Linked DNA regions of Danio rerio: region 2 is linked to region 1. A link is a contact called in public HiCAR-type data. All regions are on one chromosome and are shown on one strand. The core of a region is the stretch at or near the end of the contact, and the rest is flanking DNA. Distances in the headings are between cores, read along the strand shown. Region 1 overlaps hdac7a (histone deacetylase 7a). Region 2 has its middle 43 kb from the start of hdac7a.

Region 1 (3,074 bases), core at 372-2,871:
TATGGATGTCTCCCAGTGATAGGTTGCTGGAATAGTTGTCGGTTCATTCCGCTGTGGTGATCTGTGATTAATGAAGGGACTAAGCAGAAAGGAAAATGAACTAAATGAAGTGCTTTGTCTTATTTTAAAGCTGAGCTGTTCTAGACAGCCCAGGTCACGAGGAACACAAAATAAAGCAGTCATAATAGGGCTCTGCCAGACCTCCTCTACCTGCATTAGATGAGGACAGCAGTGCAGACGAGTGCGTGAAGCATCGTTCCTCTGTTCGCTAATGCTGGAAGTTGCTCAAGCGCTGTTATTTTCCCAGTAAATCAGCAGATGACACACACGATAACACACACACTGTCATGCGATTATCTTGCGTTCAGATTCCTGCCGTCTGAACTCTGATCAGTCTAATGAGTCACTGAACCCATCACTGGAGGATTCAGAGAGGCTGAAGCAGCATTGGAGAGGCTCTGCAGCCCCATTATCTGCTGCGTATCCAGTCACGTGATCTGGAGAGGCTGAATTATCTGTGTTTAATATGAATGTGTTTGAGGAATGGGATTCTGGAGGAGTTTCCCCACTAATATTTCTGCATTAAATGAGCACTAAAGTATTTTATTATTTTTTTAAATGTGCTAAAACATATTGAAGATGGTTAATAGCTTAAATTTCATTTAAACTGAATTTTGATTATTAATTATCATTTTAAGGTCATAAATATATTCATGTTATAATTTATTTCATGTTTATACACTTCATGAAAAAGGACGTTTTTTCTAAGCTTTTGGAAACTAATGTTTTGTGTCTGTAAATATCAGTAAATATAATTTAGTTTTTATATTCATTTCAGCAATATTATTGAATAATATGCAAATGTTTATATGATAAATTAAATGATCTCTACTATTACTGGCATTGTGATTCTGAAATCAGCTGGTCACTAAATGCATTTGCCTTTTGATTTATTCAGGGTTTTTTTTGCAATCATTTCATTATTTATATTGATGGGATAATATATCAGCTTCTAAATCAATATTGAGTACTCAATATTGAATTATCAGTATTCAGTCATCAATATTGAGTTATCGGTTTCGAGTTATCACTATCAAGTTCTCAGCATTAAGTTATGGATATTTAGTTATTGGCATTGTGTTCTCAGTATCAAGTTATCATTAACGAGTTATCGGTATTGAGTTATCATTAACGAGTTATCTGTATTGAGTTATCGGTTTTGAGTTATTGGTATTGAGTTATCTGTATCGAGTTATCGGTATCGAGTTATGGATAAAGTTATTGCTGTTGAGTTATGGATATTGAGTTGTCAGTAGCGATTCTACATCATGCATTGTTAGTTTTTAGGCCTTTGATGAGGTTTTCATTTTGACAGTGTAAATATCTTAACACAAACGACAGCACTGACCAAAGTGTTAAATCAAATTAAATTATTAAATCAAATGAATATAGTTAAAATGCTTCGGTCAGTTCTCCTGCCACCTCAGTTGATCTCCTCTGATTGCTCTTCTTGATTTGATTATTATTGTATTTGTATTTGCTCTTGCGTAACACACATCAGCTCAGAGGTACACACTGTTCCTCACCGGCTGAGGTCATCGCTGAGTCATTTTCCAGGCTCCTGATTGGTCTGCTTCAGAGAAAAACTTTTTTTGCTCTGTGTCTTTGTGTCAGAGTAGCAGTGACAAAGCAGTCGCGCTTCACAAGAAGACAATAGCAAGTGTGTGCTCTGTGTGCCTAAGAGTGTGTGTGTGTTACCGTTTCTGAAGCAGCACACACTGATATATTCTGGAGAGACTTTACTGGGGAAACACTGCCTCAAACTCTCGCTTCAGATCCGAAATATGTCTTAAAGGCACAGTTCACCACACAAACATGATCATTTACTCTTCCTCAAGACGACACTGAAGATGATATTTAACTATAAATCTGTATGTGAGGGAGAGTTCACCCAGAAATGAACATGTGCTCATGCTCGAGTCTTTCCAAACCTTCATCAGTTTCTATCTCAGCTGAACACAAAAGAAGATATGCTGAAAACCTGTAACCACTGACTCCCATAGCAGGAAAAGCAAGCAAAGTCAATGGTTACAGGTGTCCAACATTCTTCAAAATATCTTCTTTTGTGTTGAAGAGATGAAAGAAACTCATGAAGGTTAGGAGCCCCTCGCGCGAGAGTAAATGTTGACATGTGGGTGAACTGCCCCTTTAGGTGTGCTCCGGTCAGCTCGGTCAGGTCTGCTGTTTGTGATGTCTGTTCCCGTCTGCATGATGTAAGGGTGAGGCGGCGCGTCCCATTGAGCCCTGGTGCCATGCAAATACTCTTAAAACAGCATGCAAATGATATGTAAATCAGCCGGGCGTATATGAGTGTGGAATGTGCCATGAGGAAAGCGCTGGAACATGCGCTGATACACACATCTCTACATCTCTGCCCTGCATCTTCCTCTGTCATCAGTGGAAATCAACCATCACTGATTTACACAACACGAGTTATGGAGTTATTGACTGATCAGTTCCACTGCTCAGCGTCAGTCCTAATCACACACTAGAGCTTTAAGAGCTGAAACTGAGCTGATGTAGTTCTGTTCTGTGTGTTTATTGTCATTAAATGTGTTTACTGCGTCTGTTGCCTCTTTTATTATTAGTGTGGACATTTCCTTGTGTTTTTAAATGTACGGTACATCATTTTTTGTTTATTAATCTTATTACAGTTAATTATTTTAAATTAGAAAGCACTACATTAATGAGATTTGAGTGTAAAATAACCAAGGCATTAGATGATGATCTGAATCATAGTGAACATTTGAGCATTGAAACAAACATTTCCAACACCCCAGCATCTGATCTGATGTGTTCCTTCATCCTAATGTAGTGTGTGTGTGTGTGTGTGTGTGTGTGTGTGTGTGTGTGTGTGTGTGTGTGTGTGTGTGTGTGTGTGTGTGTGTGTGTGTGTGTGTGTGTGTGTGTGTGTCTGTCTGCAGGCTCAGTGTGGTCCCCCGAGGGCCCCGTCCCCATGGACCTGCGTGTGGGAGAGCGTCTGCTGCGGCCGGGCTCGGGTTCAGACACGGCCT
Region 2 (2,832 bases), core at 30-2,529, 100 kb before region 1:
TCCTGCGACCCATGAAAGCTGAGAGCAAAACTCACACACACACACACACACACACACACACACACACACACACACACACACACACACACACACACACACACACACACACACACACACACACACACACTGGGGCAGACAGCCAGTTTCCAGTCTCATTGTTTCAGGAACGGAAAGAAAGGCAGTGAGAGCTTCCCCTGTTTTCCTCCGCCAGTCCAATGTGAAGATGGAAGTGGCTTCTTGACAAAATGCTGACGAAAATAACCCCCGAAGCTTAGTGTGCCGCCATTTGCATTGTCTACACATGTAGAAGCTTTCTAAAGCCTGAAGTATACTTTAGTCTTGACAAGAAAACCTACAGCTGAACATGTAGCCTGGAACACAGGATCTCCACGCAGAGGCATGCTAGAAAGATCATCCTCGCACACTGTCTGTGCTGTTTGACTCCAAAAATAATCAGCATCAGCAATGTGTTATGTTTACTAGAGTTGCTGTCTGTGAATCTATTTTAAGTGCAGGCGGTTTTTGCTGTTGTGGTTTAAAATAGTTGTTGTTTTTCTGTCTCTTCCAGAATTTCTTTTTCTACCATGAAACAAAGACCCAGGCTATTGATGCCCCCTAGTGGAGAAACAACAAATAAAGTGCGTTCCTTTTTAATAATATGCACACAATATGATGATAACCAAATATACGTGCATAAAGCTACTGTATGCTGAGTTGAAGAGTGCCTTGCATACTGGATAAAAACAGATTGTAGGATTGTCCACAGTCATGCCATGTGGCCTAAATAATGCCTGCATATAAGAATGTGCTTAAATTATCATCTTAAAATAAAGTAAAAAGCTATACTATAGTGTAGATTTAAGACAAAAACAGATTGTAGGATTGTCTTCAGTCATGCCATTTGGCCTAAATAACGCAACACATCAGGTTTCTGCCTTAGTCTAGGATGTTTATGCCGCAAAAAAGTGTCCAAGCAACTCCACATAGTTTCTCCAGATGTACTGTACATGGATGGGTAAGTGTGTATGGCTTGTGTGCACTGTATGTGTGTGTGTGTTGTACTGTAAGTGCACTCTAGGGCCGCTCTATAGCTGGTATTTATAACCGTGCTGTCAGGCTCTGGCTGCAGTTGGACCGTGGGAATGTGGCAAAGTCTTTCTGTGGTATTTTTAATGTTTGTTATTAAATATTCCCACACGGGACCATGACCAAACCATCGCCCCCTCCCGCTCGCTCTCCTTCACCCTGCCTTCCTCTCTCTCTCTCTCTCTCTTTTCTTTCTCACTGCATTCTTCTTTCCCGAGGAGGAAAGTCGAGCAGGATCCGATAACACGCAGGCTCTGGTTTCTGTGGAGATCCGGGAAAAGCGGCGAACAACTGTTACTGCAGCTGGATTTCAGCAGCTTAAGCCACGGTCAACAGGAAGATGTTTGTGTGTGTGTGTGGGGTTGTGAGTGTGAGCGATCATGCATGTGTGTGTGTGTGTGTGTGTGGTCTTTAAGAGTGTTTGGCTGTACACACATACACAATAGAAGCTGCCCCTTTGGGTTTGTAAATCATCGTGCGCATAGTGTACAAAAGAGGAAGTGTAACTCACTGCACACACAGGATTTCTAACACAAGCACAGGCACTCAGGGTGAAATGTAGCTGGAGATGTAGAGGAACAGGTGATGCGTGTGTGTGTGTGAGAGATTGGGCGGAGGACATCCAGACAAGATTTTACGGGTGTCAGCCTGGGGCGGCACATCGCAGTGAAAGTATTTCCTCTGGACGGCGATGGCGGCTGTGTTTGTTTGTGTGGATCTCTGCCGCAGCCTAAAGGATAAAGTGTTCAGAGAAAAAAGGTTATCTTTCTCGCACACTCAGAGTTCAGAGAGAGGCCTTCGCGGAAAACGCCCTGGTCCCAAGTCTCCAGTTCCAGAGTCTGATTCATCTCTCCCAAGAAATGTGTCTCACGGACTGAATCTGCGCGGGAGGAATCGTTTCAGCATTTTCGAGTCATTATATACACACACTTTCCAATTTCATGTTTGTGAAAATAATAGAGACGTGTCAGCAGCTCATACTGTAATATTCCACATCTTCAAGTAAACGTTGAAGGGGTTTCCGGGTGTTTCAAGGCACCTGCGTTCAACTCATTTAGCTCAATCCATTCAACTGTGTGGAAACTTTAGTCAGACTCTGTAGAGTGACTATTTGCATTGTAAAAGTCCAGCAGAGGGATGGAGAGAGAGAGCCATAGGAGAGCCAAGTCTCAGCCAAGGTAATAACCCAGAACTGGGCCAGAAATGTTGATGTCACGACTGCATTAAAGTTGATTAACCCATGAAGCATTGGGCTTTAGGCACACTATGGGCCTGCTTTTTTCTCAAAGCGACCTGATGGCTAGAATACTTTTCTGTACTCAAATATAACATGTATTTACTAGTGGGTCATGACACTCCAAACTTATATGCCCCACATATACATTTATAACATCTGGGCCAAATACTACATTTGACATCTGACCCAATCTTGTGTGCCGTCTTACAGACGGTGCCACCTCTGCCAAACTGTTTGGCCCACATGCTGTATGCCTGCTGTGCCAGCCTTATGTCAAATCCGGGCCAGAATTCTTTGCTACCTGGGTTGGAGTGCTTTGAGCAGATTCAGATAGCTGTAATATCAGCTATATGTGCAGTCATGCTCAACCAGACCTTTGCTGTGTGATAAAACCTACCGTCCAACATACTTTCAAACAAATGCAGAGTGTTTTTCAGAAGAGTCATGTTTGTGTCCCTCTTGCACATTGTAAGCCTGAGTTGTTTCATTGAGCGAATAACCCTGTTTTC

What was found. HiCAR-type assays count read pairs that join an accessible place to other places.
Region 2: a contact with region 1 is called in a HiCAR-type map of caudal fin, with 5 times the contacts expected there. The contact joins two enhancer-like sites. A contact is called at or near these places in 4 of 18 Hi-C or Micro-C datasets (caudal fin, embryo, hematopoietic stem cells and 1 more) and 1 of 4 datasets of contacts at active chromatin or transcription factors (caudal fin).

What each region holds. Positions count from the first base shown.
Region 1 is chr23:108,083-111,156 of GRCz12tu, reverse strand. It overlaps hdac7a (histone deacetylase 7a), which reads left to right. Exons shown (of 26, transcript XM_073939601.1): 3 at 2,985-3,074. Among named protein-coding and RNA genes, the nearest start is that of twist3, 44 kb to the right of the region's middle. Within about 2 kb of position 1,621, at least 26 of the 62 cell types and tissues checked have an H3K27ac peak or open chromatin away from gene starts, as enhancers often do. A contact at or near this core is called in caudal fin, where this site is marked.
Region 2 is chr23:212,593-215,424 of GRCz12tu, reverse strand. No RefSeq gene overlaps it. Among named protein-coding and RNA genes, the nearest start is that of hdac7a, 43 kb to the right of the region's middle. Within about 2 kb of position 1,279, at least 26 of the 62 cell types and tissues checked have an H3K27ac peak or open chromatin away from gene starts, as enhancers often do. A contact at or near this core is called in caudal fin, where this site is marked.